Linked DNA regions of Mus musculus: region 2 is linked to region 1. The links are chromatin contacts, called in public Hi-C maps. All regions are on one chromosome and are shown on one strand. The core of a region is the stretch at or near the end of the contact, and the rest is flanking DNA. Distances in the headings are between cores, read along the strand shown.

Evidence for each region. Hi-C and Micro-C count contacts between places; a contact is called where the count stands out from the background.
Region 2: a Hi-C map of liver shows a contact between it and region 1, with 2.7 times the contacts expected there. A contact is called at or near these places in 4 of 39 promoter capture datasets (hippocampal neurons, liver and macrophages), 15 of 484 Hi-C or Micro-C datasets (the HL-1 cell line, embryonic stem cells, group 2 innate lymphoid cells and 3 more), 4 of 130 datasets of targeted methods (the HPC-7 cell line, bone marrow-derived macrophages, embryonic fibroblasts and 1 more) and 4 of 9 other capture datasets (adipose tissue, embryonic stem cells, liver and 1 more).

Annotation. Positions count from the first base shown.
Region 1 is chr19:16,431,701-16,439,345 of GRCm38.p6, reverse strand. It overlaps Gna14 (guanine nucleotide binding protein, alpha 14), which reads right to left and starts at 3,679. Exons shown (of 7, transcript NM_008137.4): 1 at 2,529-3,679. The coding sequence starts at 2,652.
Region 2 is chr19:16,487,497-16,495,141 of GRCm38.p6, reverse strand. All of the region lies in intron 1 of Gna14 (guanine nucleotide binding protein, alpha 14), which reads right to left. It also overlaps the pseudogene Gm8222. Among named protein-coding and RNA genes, the nearest start is that of Gna14, 56 kb to the right of the region's middle.

The DNA.
Region 1 (7,645 bases), core at 2,430-4,929:
AACACCACACTCCTTTGGTCCAGCTCCAGCCTCTGCATCAAGGCCCTGGGATTTTTATCTGTGGTCTGGCAAAGATGTCAGTGTGAGGACTGTCCATTCCTTTCCCACTCCGGCTGCAGAGGCCTGTGGGATGGTGAACTCCCACGGACAGGTCTCAGGGGTGAAAATCCAACCTCTGCCTCCCCGATGGTGTACAAGACAGGTATCACCATTTTCCTACCAGTGTTGGTTTTGTCCAGTGTTGTCCAATCAGAAGGAATTGCGACTAAATTCAACTAAATTCAACTTTATCGTCTTTATCTCCTCCTGTCAAGAAAGCACCCTACCAATATACCACCGGCTGTAGCCGGACAATAACGTGTATCCCTCAGTACTGGCCACTGACCCACACTTTTATAAAGCCCAGATCGGACTCTGCTGCTCTATGGTACACTTTAAAGCACCCTTACCCCCAGCTGCAGACACATACATCACTGTGAGAGCTTCTGGGGACAGTAGTCCACACGGGATCCCAAAGTCCCATTTGTGAACTGGGACTTTTATATCGGAGACACCAGACCATCAAATGATCGAATCCAGACACCCCAGAAACTGGTGACGTTCCATCGCATGTGACTTCAGACACAATAGCACATATCCTCCCCTGGTTCCTGAATCTTGTGAGTCACAGCCTCTTCCTTTAGCTTGAGAACTGGACTACACCACAATCCATCTTTAGATGGAGGGAACCTGGGTTTTTAAGCCCATACTTGAAGCTCCGTTAGCTCCGTAGGATTTGGAAGTGAACAGGAAAATTGTCACCATAGTGATGGATAGTCTCAGCTGGGAGACAAGAACAGGAAGTACTTCAGGGAGCCAGAGTGGGACAAGAGGTAGGAAGGCCTGAGGGTTCAGTTACTGACGCTAAATGTGACTTATTTGTATGTCTAGGTCTGTCAAAGAGGCCTATTAGTAATACACTATGGCTCGGCTTGCTACATAATTTGCCTTACAAGGGGCCAGCCTCAGTATAGTCCTAACAGTCCTTCACACGAATCTAAATATTTCCGAGTGAACTAAAGTTTAGTCTGCCCTTGACAAGAGACCGTATCCATCTGAACTCAAATGAAGGCATAGTTAATCATCTTAGTGTTCACGTGATACTCCACACTTGACAAACTGAACTTGATGACAGACTGCAGGGTTCAGCTAGAGTTCCCAGGCCTATTCCAAGTCTGGGTGAACAGCCCTGACCCCAGGGGTGGAAAGTGGCCCTTCCTTCCCATCCCCACCCCACACTCCACCCACTGTAGGAACCTCGTAGGTATAGCTGTGGACCTCAAGCTACTGTCCCCAGCGTCTTTACAGCCTCAGCAAACAGCTTTCCTTGGTGCTTACTCCCCTAATCAGGTCTCTCCTCACTGGCTTATAGTAAGCTAGGAGTCCTTTTGGCAGGGACTTTCCTCTGGCCTTAGAGAAGAATCAGGAGTGTGGAATCTGGGTGGTCAGCCCTTTGAACTTGCAGGTTTAAGGAAAACCAAAGGAGGCCCTTTAAACTCAGCAGTAGCCAGTTACATAGTGGAGGGCTTGCTCGGGTGTGAAGGCAGTGCAGGCTAAAAGCCCTCTCCTTCAGTCAGTCTTCAAAAGGGACTGCTTAATTAAATAATTAAACAAATGGTGAAAGAGAGGACTCCAGCCTGAAAGGACAGAGGAAATGCAAGCAGCTATTTTGGGGGTGGGGATGGGGGTGAAAGAAAAGGGCCAGTGTCCAACAATGGATGGGGGCTGAATGACACTCTACAGGCCAGAAGAAAGAGATCCTTGCCTTGGGGGAATTAATCAGACTTTAAACTCTTCTCTCTTTGTTTTAAAAACACTTCTTCAAAGGCCTTCTAAAAGCCTAAGGAGGCACTGGTAGAGATAGCCTGGACATTGAAGTTAAACTAAGGTGGGCCAAGGGAGACTTAAAGCTACTCTCTTGATGCAGGCTCCGGTGTCATCAGCAGAAGGTCCTGGTGTCAGAAGAGAGAATAGCAGTAGGGGTGTCACTTCCGAGGCGCACTTGCTATCATTTTCCCCTTTTCTCCAGTTTGTCAGTTTCTAGGGTTTCCTCTACAGTGAGGACAGAGCCTTCCCACCATGACCATACCTGGCAGGTAAAAACTATGCTGCACGTGGCCCCTGCAGTCAGACCCTCAACAAGAACCGAACCTAAACTGCGAGGCAGGCCGTTCCCCACCACCCACCAACAACTAAGTTTGGGGGTTCCCGCAGCAGCCGCCTGCTGGGAGCCCAAGGGCAAAAGCGAGCAGGCCCCGGGTTGGGGGGGGGGGGAGAGAAACTGACAAGGGTCCAGGAGTTGAGCCCTGGCCTGCTCTGAGATATCAGGAGTCTACGATCGAAGGTGGCCCAGCTCCCCAGGTGCAAAAAGACCGGTTCCCTGAAGGGACATAGAGAAACTCAGCACGCCACCCGGCAGGCTTGTTGGGACGGGAAAGAGCCGGGACGAGAACACCAGAGCTGCGCGCTGGATAAAGGCGGCCACTCACCCAGCAACAGCAGCTTGAGCTCCCGGCGCGCGTCCTTCTTGTCGCGGCGAAGCTGCCGCTCGATCTCCGCGCTGATGCGCTGAGACTCTTTCTCCTCCGCAGACAAACAGCAGCAGCCGGCCATGGCTTGCCACCTCGACGGAGCGACAGGGACCTGGAGCTTAACGCCCGGCCGCGCGGATTATCCGCGCCAGACGCAAGGTTTGAAGAGGAAACCACCTGAACCAACTATGGTATGGAGAAAGAGGCTCGGATCTCCTAGGCTAACGCTTTCTCGAAGGCAGTTCCGAGGTCAGGCGAGTCCTGAGCGCTTGTGTGGTCCGGGATCAGGCACCCAACCCCGCGCTTGGGAGGGAGAGAAGAGCGAACTGGGCAGTGTGATTGGCGCTGTCTCCAGAAGATGTGCGTCCCCGGACACTGTAGCTGGGTACCCAGGTAGGCAACGCACACCGCGAATCAAAAGTTGGGGCGTCGGTGCTGCTGCTAGAATGGTCTCTCCGGGACTGTAGGGTGTCGCAGGCTAGCAGCAGGTGTGGCCTGGCTTGCAAATAAAGGGCCAGCTAGTCCCTGTTTGCAAAGTTCCGAAAACCTCAACCCGTAGACTTTTGCGGAATGGAAGGTTCCTCCAGCACTGACCGCTCTATGTGACAGGAGGGGGCGGAGCGTCTCGAACCTGCAGCCAAGGCTGCAGGAGTTGCCTGAAGTCCTACCCCAAGCCGACGGTGCCTGGGGACAAAGGATAGCAACAAGAGGCTGGGTCGCAGAGTAGTCTCACACCTGCCTCCTTGGCGGTGGCGCCCTAGTGCAGGCAGGGCCACTTGCCAAGCTTGCTGTAACCAGCAGACACTGGCTGCCAGCCCCCTTCCCGCTGCCAGATCCGGGTTCCGACAGGTGAGGGAGTTTCGTCAACTCCCAGCCTCAGTGCCAGGGGTGGAGGCAGCGCACTAGCAGACCCGAGCCAAACGTCTGCAGCCCGTTCACACACCGCATGCCAGCAGCTAGGCTCAGGCCTCTTTTCCCACCTGAGGCTGAGCTTTGCCCACCAGCTTCTCCACCGCTCACACTTGGGGTTTCTAGACTGGCTCCCTCTGCTTCCCGGATGCCACAACTCAATTTGGGCTTAGTGCAAGCCTTGGGTCAGCTTGTAGTTTGCCTGCCTAGTGCAGATGGGCCTGCTGGCTGGCGTAGGAACTGCAGCTGCCTTCCGGGGTCTGGCAAAAGAGCAAAGGGCTAGTTAACGCCTCCCAGCCGGTCCTACCTCCTGGCACCGGATGAGGGGGCCAGGGACTGGAGGGGTGAAGGAAAACGGCTGGCTGCTTTGCATTTGATGATGGAAAAGACTTCTGTTTGTAGAAAGAGTTGGCACCTTCCCGGCACACCTGGCCAGTTCCCTGCCCAGCCCTGCAGCCAGACTGCCGCCTCGGGACAGCTCCTGGAACTCTGCGTGTGGATGTAGGAAATCTGAAAGAACCCCTGACAACTCAAATGCACAAAGTTTGCACAAAGCAAACTACTCTGATTTTGTCTGTGCAGATTTAAAGGTGCGGATAAGGGATCCTCGGGACCAGAGCAAATCTTCTTTGCCTTCTATTCAAGTTGGCATATGACATGTGCACGGTTACGGAATCAGACGCTAATTCTTCCTCCGTGAAGAGCAATGGAAGCAGAAGTGGGGCGCTGTGGTCATTATATAAGAACTTGGCAGCTAATGTTATCTGGCTGCTAAGTCTTATTTACTTTACAGTTTAAGAAGTGCGGACCAATCAGGCTTTAAAATGCCCTGTATTTTAGTATCCTTCCAAGCATAATTGACGACAACAGTGTCCCCTACTGGAAAGTTTCTGGATTTTTTTTCTCTCTGTAATCTGTCACCCACTTTTCCCTTTAGCTCCTACAGGTGTTGAGAACACCACCATTGGCTCCTCAAACTAACATCTCAATCACGGCTTTTAGTCTTCCACAGATATTAAAACCAGAGCAAATCTGAATTCCAAGTTAACTGGAATAACTGACCTGTTCAGTCTCCAGTTACTAGCCTTCCAAAACAGATCCTGACAGATCGTCCCTGGCGAACTTGGCGGTACCTACCGGAACCCTTGGTACCTACCGGAACCCTTCAGTGTTCCCATTCATTTGATCAAACCCGTATTCCTTGTATAGGACACGGTGCTGAAGAAGTCCCACAGGTTTATAAGCAAAGATCTCTATCTTCAGCTAACAATACAAACTCAATGAGTAAAATGTCAACAGCAGGAAATAAGCCAAATTAACTATGTTTGGTCCACATAGGACAATATTATGTATCCATTAAGGTGATCTATGAGTAACATTATGTCCCAATGAATAACACCTTAGGATGTTTGGGTGAATGACAGCCTGCATACAGCATCGTGGTGTCACCATCTACCTCAGGGCTGGGGATGTAGCTCAGTGATAAAGCCCTCTGTGCATTTAACATCCAGCACTGGAAAAAAAATCATACCTTCCAATGATAGCATAACCATTCTAGCTTGTATAAGAACACTTGGAAGCATCCATATGCCATTGTAGCTGAGTAGCCACGAACTCAGTACACTGCATTCCCACCGTTCACTCATGACGACAGAAGAACAACAAACTGGGGAGAATCTTCAAAACACATCCGGCAGAAAAGACAAGGCACAAACATATAAGCAGTACAACGGAAATGGTATGGGGAGAATACACACCTGCATTTTTAAGAGCATAGAGTACTTATATCAGGAAGGTTAGCTGCTCTGAGTCAAAACTGGCTGGCTGATTTTAAATTATCTGATAGAGGTACCCGAAGCCCCTCCCGTCATGTTTAGATTGCACTTTCCTTAACCGTGAGCAGAGCAATGGACTAGAATCCATTCAGGGGACTCACCCAACTCTAACATTTAATCATTTCTTCAATGATTTTTCACACTTAAAAAAAAAAAAAAAGGCAAGGGATTGTAGAGCTGGCTTAGCAGTTAAAAGCCCTGGCTTAGGACCAGGTTCCATTGCCAGCACCCACTAGGTGGCTCACAACTGTAAACTCCAGTTCCAGGGAATTCAACACCCTCTTCTTGCTTCTGCATGTGCTGCACACATGTGGTGTGCAGACATACATGTAGGCAAAATACCCATACACATAAAACACATTTTTAAAGATGTTAAAATAAATGTGAACTTTATTTTGGGGGACATCAAAAGCTCCTGAGAACCATACAACGGACAGCACAAGGCAGTTAGTTTCCTATTCCTGTACTTATTTGTTTCTCTTTCACATCATCTCTCAGACCTAGGGTACGAGATCAGGATGATTTCATGACATGATATTTGAAGCACCTTTCCAGGAAAGGCTGGCTTTAAAGGAAGCGCTTACTCATGGGCAACACTTCTCCTCATCATTCCCATCTACTTTAGTTGCACCTCATTACTCACAGCCCCCATCTTGGCTGCCAAGTGCTGAGCTTCACAGTCAGATAACTGTACGGGTCCTTAGGATGCTCACTGGGCCCCTGCCAGCCTAATGCCAGCCTAATGCCAGGTGCTGGGGATTCTGGTAACAAGATGTACTGAGCTGTGGCCCACCCGAAAGAATTAAAGTTGAGACCTCACTATCTTGTTTTCCATAAGAAGCATCATTCCATGATAGTGGCTTTCAGAAGCCAAAGATCGTGTATCTCCTTTAGCTTAACTTCCTTGCCTGCCCTGCTAACGAATCTCAGACAAATGTACTGTTGTGTCCTCTGAAGGCGTTGGTGCACCCTGTCCCCTTTTCCAGGAATGCCATCTCTTACTTCAAGCAAAATTAGGTCACTTCTTTTCCAAGCACATCTCTTCTGAGAAGACACCTCCACTCCTCCATTAGAAGCCTTCGTCCATCCCATCCCACCCTAGCACACCTGTCTATATCTGCTAATTCATGTTACTCACAGGTAGTTTTTCTTGTTTAACCTGCTAGTCTTATACTAGCAAGTCTTAGCCAGGATGCACAAAACTGAAACCAAGGGTGGGAAAATCACCTAAGATGATTCTACTTGTAGTATAAAGTGGTGGTGGTGGTGGTGGTGGTGATGGTGGTGGTGGTGGTGGTGGTGGTGGTGGTGGCGGTGGCATCTAGCCAGGTATGATGCAGGCAAAGCTGAGATTTCTACATCTTCATCTGAAGGTTGCTAGTGGAAGACTGACTTCCAGGCAGCTAAGGTGAGGGTCTTAAGCCCACACCCACAATGACACACCTACTCCAACAAGGCCATACCTTCTCATAGTGACACTCCTTGGCCCAAGCATATACAAACCATCACAATGCTGATGATAAAGTGAAGACGGAGAAGGTGGAAGCCAGAATATGAGTACCTGCTTTAGAAAGAGGTTGCCCATGTACGCTGCCCACTCTCCCCGTAGAGAAAATTACTTCCCCGGTTGTAATGCAGAGCTATAAGGAAAGGTACATCAGAGAGCTGGAAAGATGCTGTTCTCTTTGAGAAATATATTACCTGAGAATTTAAGAAGTACTATGCGATTCAGGTGTGCTGTTTCTAGGGATACACATGGAGCACTCTAAGTTACTGTATCCCAGGGTCTGCACATTCATGTTTACTGATGCATAGTCACATAGTCACAACAGCCAGGGCATGCAACCAATTTAGGAGTCTACCAACAGATAAATATGTTTTATATATATATATATATATATATATATATATATATATATTCACCCATAAAATCAAAGTATATTGTTTATTAGAAAAATGGATGTAACTACAGATGACCATATTAAGCAAAATAAGCCAAATACTGACATAGAAATAGAACATTTTCTCATATTTGTGAGTCCTAGAGCTTGGGTATCCACACCTAAATATCTACATGCACAGAAACACACACATATATATGCAGACACACACATGTACACGAACAGAGAAACAGAGAATAAAAGTGTGTGTGTGTGTGCATGCGTGTGTGTGTGTGTGTGTGTGTGTGAGAGAGAGAGAGAGAGAGAGAGAGAGAGAGAGAGAGAGAGAGATTGCATAAAAGAGCAACCCAGTGGATGTTTGCAAAGCTAATGGCTCTGAAGCTTTATGTCAGTTTTCCAGCTGCAGTTGTGACTCATTCCTGGGAATGAC
Region 2 (7,645 bases), core at 2,297-4,796, 56 kb before region 1:
CCACCCAAAAGACTCCAGTGAAGCTAGAGCTCCCAGTCTTGGCTACTGAGAAATCCTTTGAAACTGAATTGAACCCAAAACGGACTTGGAGATCTAGAGAATGTTGTGGCCCTTATCTCATTTGACAGTGTGACACCGGCTGTCATGCCTGAAGTAATTTCTGAGACAAATCTGTTCTATCCTCTGGGCCATTCCGTCCTAGAAGTTGGAGCTGAGGGCCTTCAGTACCATCCCTCTGCACTCCTTTAATGTTGGGGTACCAGACAATGTGTCTGGCCTTTGGGTAGACTACTACACAGGCATCTTCACGTTGAGGCTGGGTATGGCTGAGACAAGCACAGAGCAGGTGGGGAGGATGCTCACTCTGAGCTGAGACTACTTTAGTGAACACTAAAAGCGCACACCCTGCCCCGTGCGCCCCAGTTCCTCTCCCAAAGCAAGCACCCCTGAGTCCAGAAGAGCTAGAAACGGGGAGGGGCATCCCAAGTCCTGACTCTTTCCACATAAAGATTTGGAAGCAAGCAGTATTGGATTGTCCAGGTTGGTACTTGGGGCTGAAAGGTGACCCTAAGGGTCACATTCTTTCAATTTCTCAAAATCAGCCTCTCTAGTTTCATAAAGTGATGTTAGCTTTGCAAACTGGAAAGGAAATCTGGACGCCTGCAAGCCCTCTGCTCCTGGGTTTTCAGAGGCTGCTTGCTCTGCTACTGAGGGCGGCTGTTCATGGCTCTTTCCCAGTCGCAGGCATTTCAATGACTGACTGTCATACAGTAGTAAGCTGGACTCACTGATGCCTTTGGGTCTGCTGACTCGTGTCTATAAGCCAACAGCAAGAAGTAGTTTCTCCCATTGTCAAGTGGCCTGTTTGTCCTGTCCCAGCTGCTGCTCCCCTCTGCAAGGTAATTCCATATCCTGTTGTGTCACGTGTCAGTCCAGCTATCCATGCCCATTTAATGAAGCAGGCCCTTTGGGAAACTTGCCTTCATCTGGCAATATTGGGTGAGTTAGAAATATTATGGTTCTACTTCCTGCTTTCCTTATTTTTCACTTAATTGAAAGTGACCCTGTAGCTCACCTGCCTCTGTCCTGGTTTGCCGCAACACTCCTATTTATCCCTGTCACCATAGTGCTAGCATTCCCTCTAAGGAGGGCTAGCTCCCCATGCCTATTTCACAGACTCTGCAAGAGCATGTGAGGGGAAAATTTGCAGGAAAGAAAGGACACTCATTTCCAGGGTGTGCAGGAAACCCCTGTCACGAGTTCAGCTGGGACAGGTTGCAGGAGGAAACCATATAATTGTGGTATCTTTTCAAGAATCATACCTGTACCTAACTCTTTCAGGGACAACCTAAGAGAAAGGTGAAGGGCCTGGATGCAAGGGAAGACCTCTCCACACTGACATCTCTTGACTATGTACACACCAGTGAGTGATTTAACCATTGTGTGCCTTACTTTCCTCACATGGACAGTGAATAGCAGCAGTGCCTACTTTGTGAGCATATGAATACTACAACATGTGTCCCTGCCTCGCACATTCAAAATGCTAGGAGGTATTTCCCTCTATAAACAGTTGCTGTGGATCTAAATCCAGTTGCCAGATGGCTACAATGTGGGCTGGACTGCGGAAGGACCACTTTCAAGGGAAAGATGAGGTGAAGTCCTTTGGCTCTGGGGTTGGCAAAGCTATCTGGTCAGATCCTGTCTCTAAAGAAATAAATGATTAATGACGAAAACAGGTCACTATAGTTGAATCTCAAGTGACTGACTCAAGTCTCACGGTTTGACACTGTTGTCCAATCCTTAGGGCCCAGAATACCTGAGCACAAACAAGCCTTGCAGTCCACATCCCCGGTGGACCGTTATCTTTGGCCAAACATTCAACTTCATCTGATGGTGGCTTGCCTCTCCTATATTTAATAAATATGAAGGTCAACAAAGATGTACATTAGAAATAGGAGACTTCAGACCTTGATGGACACTGGAGACTTCTACTTTTGAAATCTTAGTCTGTAACAATCCACTCTCTGACCATAACTTCAGATCAAGTCAATTTCCTGGCATTTATGAACACCTTGGATTTCTCAAAACCCTCGTTGCTCCTCCACACATTCTCTCCTGGGATACTTTCTGGATCACACTGGGGAATGGCACGAGCCTTTTGAAACCTTAAGCCGACCCCAGTGACATACTCCTTCAACAAGGCCCTGGTCCTAATCCTTCCCAAACAGGTACAAACTGGGGACCAAGTTCTCAAATGCCCAAGACTTAAAGGGGAACATCTCATTACACTGTCCCTTCCCCATGTTTGCTCATTACACCCAAAGCTTTCAGGCACAAAATAAGTCCCCAGATAACTGTGGAACATGTTTGACTGGTGTGCTTCCTCAGTGACAGTATGGAAAGGCACCAGTTGCTTTTCTGCTTCTGTTTCAAATCTACTTGTCTCTCATCCTTATCACTACCCTCAACGATTTCACACCCTTTCCCTCTCTTCAGTTAGTTTCTATCAAAGATATCATTATCTCTCCTTACCCACCAGAGTAAAGTCTAATCCTGGACCATCCATCTGACTCTCTGGAGAGCTTGCCCATCACCTTGAACTTGAAGCTCAAGCCATCATCTGATGAGGGTTTACTCACCCATCTTTTACAGCAGTTAGATCTGGATTTCCTTTTGTTCTCTCTGGCACACTAGACACAGAACTTTTCCAAAATAGATCTCTATTGCTTTGTCCCAGTTTGCCACAAGATTTGAATTCATTACTCCACTGCTATCGCTTGATGCCTTCCACTTCCCTCATTGCACAGTGTGTCTGCGATGGCCTGGATATTTGTCTGTATTTCCGAAATCCCCTCAAGGCATTGAACTGGGTAAAGTCAGAGGCCTTGTCCTGCTAGTCTTTGTATTCTCAGGCTCTGAGCAGTTTCCAGGATGTACTCAAAAGCCACTGGCATAGGACTGGAAAGATGGCTCAGTGACTAAGAGCATTTGCTTCTCTTGCAGATCAGCTGGGTTTGGTTCCCAGCATCCACATGGTAGTCACAACTGTGTGTACTCTAGTTCCAAGGGGACTCTTGGAACCCCTCTTCACCAGGCAAGCATGTGATACACATCTATACATACAGGCAGTCAAGCACTCATACACATGAAAAATTAATTAATTACATTAAGAAACCATTGGCTGTGTTTATGGAAACACCACTAACTGCCAGGCCAGGGTTTTCACAGCTCTGTGGAGCACGTTGAATTAGAATACCCTTGGGTTTCTTCCGGCACTAGCACCTGAAACTTGTTTGCACAAATTGCACATGAATGGATGCTCAGAAATTGCCAGGCAGCACTTAGGAATCTGGGAAATGCTTAAGAGCCTCACCCCATCTCTAATTGGCGTAATTCCCCCCAAACGCCTGAAAAGACAGCATCTCCTTTGTTTTGTGAATTTGCTCAGAAAATAAAGGCAAGGCTTACCAACTAGGTTGGGTTAGGACAGGAGGGGCAGCCGGGAAGAAAAGCAAGCTCGGGTTACTGCCCAGGTCAGCAGGCCACACAAACCCCTAGTTCGGGAACTTTGGACTCCTCTCAGTCCAGACGCCAAAATAAATTACTCTAAGCTTATGAAATTCCTGTAAACTTCCATTTGTGACTTTCATCGTTTTTATTGCATATTGTGAGTTGACAGGGTGGAAATTAAAAACAAAACACACAAAAGACATTTTGAGTCTGACCACAGTTGTCCTCTCTATGAGGGTAGCTATGGACAGATGCAGAACTGCCTAACCATTGTGTCTAGTGTCCGTGGAATTCTGAGGAGACCCTCATCACCTCCTCTCCAAAATTCCTAGTGGCATTTAGAGTTGGAGAGAGCTCCGCGGTTAAGAGCATTCCCTGTGCTTGCAGAAAACAGGAGTTCAGCTCGCAGCACCTCAGGAGGTTCCTAACCACTGGGACTTCAGCTGCAGGAGGCCTGACACCTTCTGGTCTCCGTGGATAAATAACAATAATTTAAAAACTAAACCTTTGACTTCCGCTTCCAGCTCTCCAGACACAAGGGTCCCAGGAGCCAAACTAGCGGGGAAAATGAGGCCTTTGACTGAAGAAGAGATCCGGGTAATGTTTGAGAAGATTGCGAAATACACTGGAGAGAATCTACAACTCCTGGTGGACAGACCCGACGGCACTTACTGTTTCCAGCTGCACAACGACCGACCGAGTGTACTATGTGAGTGAGATGATGCTGAAGCTGGCCGCCAACATCTCCAGAGATAAGCTAGTGTTGCTGAGGAGCTGGGGACGCGTTTTGGAAAGTTTACTAAGACCCCCAAGTTCCATTTGCACATTACAGCTCTGGATTACCCTGCACCCTATGCCAAATATAAAGTGTGGATAAAGCCGGGAGCAGAGCAGTCCTTCTTATATGGAAACCATGTGTTGAAATCCAGTCTGGTTAGAATTACTGAAAACACGTGTCAGTACCAGGGAGAAGTGGTTTATTCCATGGCGGATATTCCTCTGGGTTTTGGGGTGGCAGCAAAGGGCAGAAAAGTGGACCTTGTGGCAATTGTGGTGTTCCAACAAGCAGACATTGTGGATTATGTTCGCCATGAAGAGACACTGACTTAGGACGGTCATCCCAAGAACATTTTGCTGTGGGAGAGGACTTAGCTTTGTTTCCTGTGTGCGGGCCATCAGGTTAAAACTGGACCACACTGAGATATCAACACAAATGGCTCGAAAATAGGGTCTCTGGCCCTCTAGTCAAAAACAGTTGGACCACACGTATAAGGTCAGCTCGGGCTACTTGGAGAGTTCGAGGCTAGCCTGGGCTACCTAGTGAGACTTTTCTCAAGAATCCAAAACAGACAAACCAGAACCCGAGAGTGTTTTGTGTGAGTAAATAGTGTTTCTATTTTGTGTCTGCGTCGTCTTTGTTTGAATCAGAAGACTTGCTCTGAGTGATGGTTTCTAAGTTACTTCACTGAGGACAGGAGTGATCTTACTGCTATCTGTTATAACACTGTTTTCCAGGCTCATAATAGCACAGTGAACTTTTTACTGCTTGTTAATGTTAAAGGTAGAAATAGCCATATAAGCCTCTGGTTTTACATATGGAATTTAATAAATTAAATTTAAAAAAAAACTAAACCTTTCTTCTTAAAAAAGAAAAAAAAAGTGTGGGGGGGGGGGGGCATGACATTTGGGGACCAGAGGGATGGCTCAGAACTTGAAAACACTTGTTCTTGCAGGGAACTTGGGTTCAGTTTGCAGCACTTACACAGAAGCCCACAACTGTCTGTTACTCCACTTCCTCGTGTTCAATCTCCTCTTTTGACCTCCGGGAGCACCAGGCATATACATGGTACACATACATGCATGCAAGCACATACAGATAAAAAGAAATAAATCTAAAAAAGAATAAACAAAAACAAGACCAAAAAAAGCATCTGCCAGCTAAATTTGGCCTTTAAACCCAAAATTATAAATTGATTTTTTTCTACATTTGTACATTTTTGTCAAGTGAACTTTATCTTTAACGATGTCTTTGGTAGTTTATTTCACCTGAAAAACCACAGTATATACATATTTCTTTAGAGAAATAATTCCTACTTTGGGAGTGAGTATACGAACATCATTTTATTAATGGGAACAGAATCAAAGTTCAGATAACTGCTTTGTCCTGCCTCTAGGACTTCACTTGCATTACAGAACCTTCTAGCAACTTTTGATCAATCCCCCACAAGACACCTCTTGTACTATCCTGTAACCGGCTCTTCCACCACCATTCACGTCATGTTGTAGCTGATGTAGTAGCAGAAGAGCCAGTAACCCCAACTCCCAATGCCTGTGAGGGCTGTGGAGGAATCTTAGAGAGACTAGACATAAGAGCCAAGTTGTGACTGCATGCAATTAGAATATGGTACACCCAAATATACCTTTTTCATAATGGTGATTTTAAAGTGTTTATTTTGACGAGCTTCAGGCACATTGGAAGTAAACAGAGTAGAAATTCCCTGTTTTCTCATGAAGGAAATCTTCTGGCCAGAGCATCTTTAGCTCTGTACTAGAACTAAAGGATCACTCCCCATGTCAGACTCTGGATGCTGTGACAAAATACCCACACAGATAACTTAAAGAGTGGGAGTTTACTCTCCACGTCATCTCTGTCTAGGCTTAGCTGGCTCCCTTTCTTTGGGATGGGGAGTCTAGGAGCATCAGAGAGTCCAATGGGGGGGAGCACAACTGCTCGCCATGATAGGAAGGAGAGGAAGGAAGGGGCTAGGGACAAGATGCACCCTTCGAAGATGCACCACAGTGACCTACAGCCTCCAACCAGGCCTCAGTTCCTAGGATTTCCTTAATGGATTCATGTGACGTTGTCAGATCCTTCATGATCCATCACCTCTCTGAAATCCATCAGCGAGGGTGGTGACTCAGTAGGTAAAGTGCTTGCCACCCTGCATGATAGCCTGGGTTTGATCCCCAGGACCTATACGGTAAAAGGAAAGAACTGACTACACACACACACACACACACACACACACACACACACACACACGCTGCCCTTCTGAGTACCCGGTAATTACCACTTACTCCAATTATGCAACTCTGGCCTTCTGGTTTCTCACCTCTGGACCTGTTCTACTTTATCTACGCTCTCAAGGTAGAGAACAGAAAATAGAATTGTCCTACACATGGTATGCTCAGTGTAGGGCAGAACAGGGTTGTCAATATTCTCTCAAGTGGGGTGCCTCTATTGACACAGCCTGCATCTGTCCATTAAACCCACCTGTCTTTTATTGGCACTTCCAGATTTATCTCTTGAACTGAGGATTGCTGGATGTAGTACTGATAAATCCATGCACCAACGTCTTTGTGTGCCTGTAGGGCATCTCTGTTGCTCACTTGCTGGAAAGCATCTTCTTGCTTACGTGAATCTCTGTGTCTTTCACATGCAGTTCTAGAGGGACTACTGTTCAAAGCAATTGCCCTCCTTTAGACCTACTGGTTAAACATGACCCAGGGAGTACCAGCCAGTCTCAAAACATAGACACAGGAATTAGAGACAAACCAAAGCCACGGCCAAAGTAGACACACGATGTCTGTTCTCCAGCATCCCAGAGCATCTTCAGAATTCAATAAATTATATCATTCCCCAGTATTAGTTTTCTATCGGACCTTTACAAATTACCACAAACTCGGTGGCCTGAAGCAACATAAACCAAAAGTGTTGGATTGGAAATATATGAAGAACTTTAGAGACTCAGCAACAGGGAACCACAAGAAAAAATCATCTGAGACATTTCTTCAAAGGAGATAAATCAACGGCCAAAACGTGTTCAACACAAATCATCAGGGAAATGCAAATAAAAAACCAGGGGGCACCGTTTCATTGCTACTACGATAGATATACAATTCTGGAGACGGAAGAAATCAATTACCAGCAGTGTTCTTGTTACTGCCCAGCCTACTGACCCTTGCAGCATGATAAATAAATCTTACTGTTGAAAAAATGAACAAAAAAATCCCAGAAAGCCAAGCATTGGTGTACAGAAATGTGACTCCTTGTATAACCCGCATGGGGGTGTAAAGTAGGTTGGCTGCTATGGAAAATGGTTTGAAGTTGTCTCCAAAGGTCATCATATAAGCT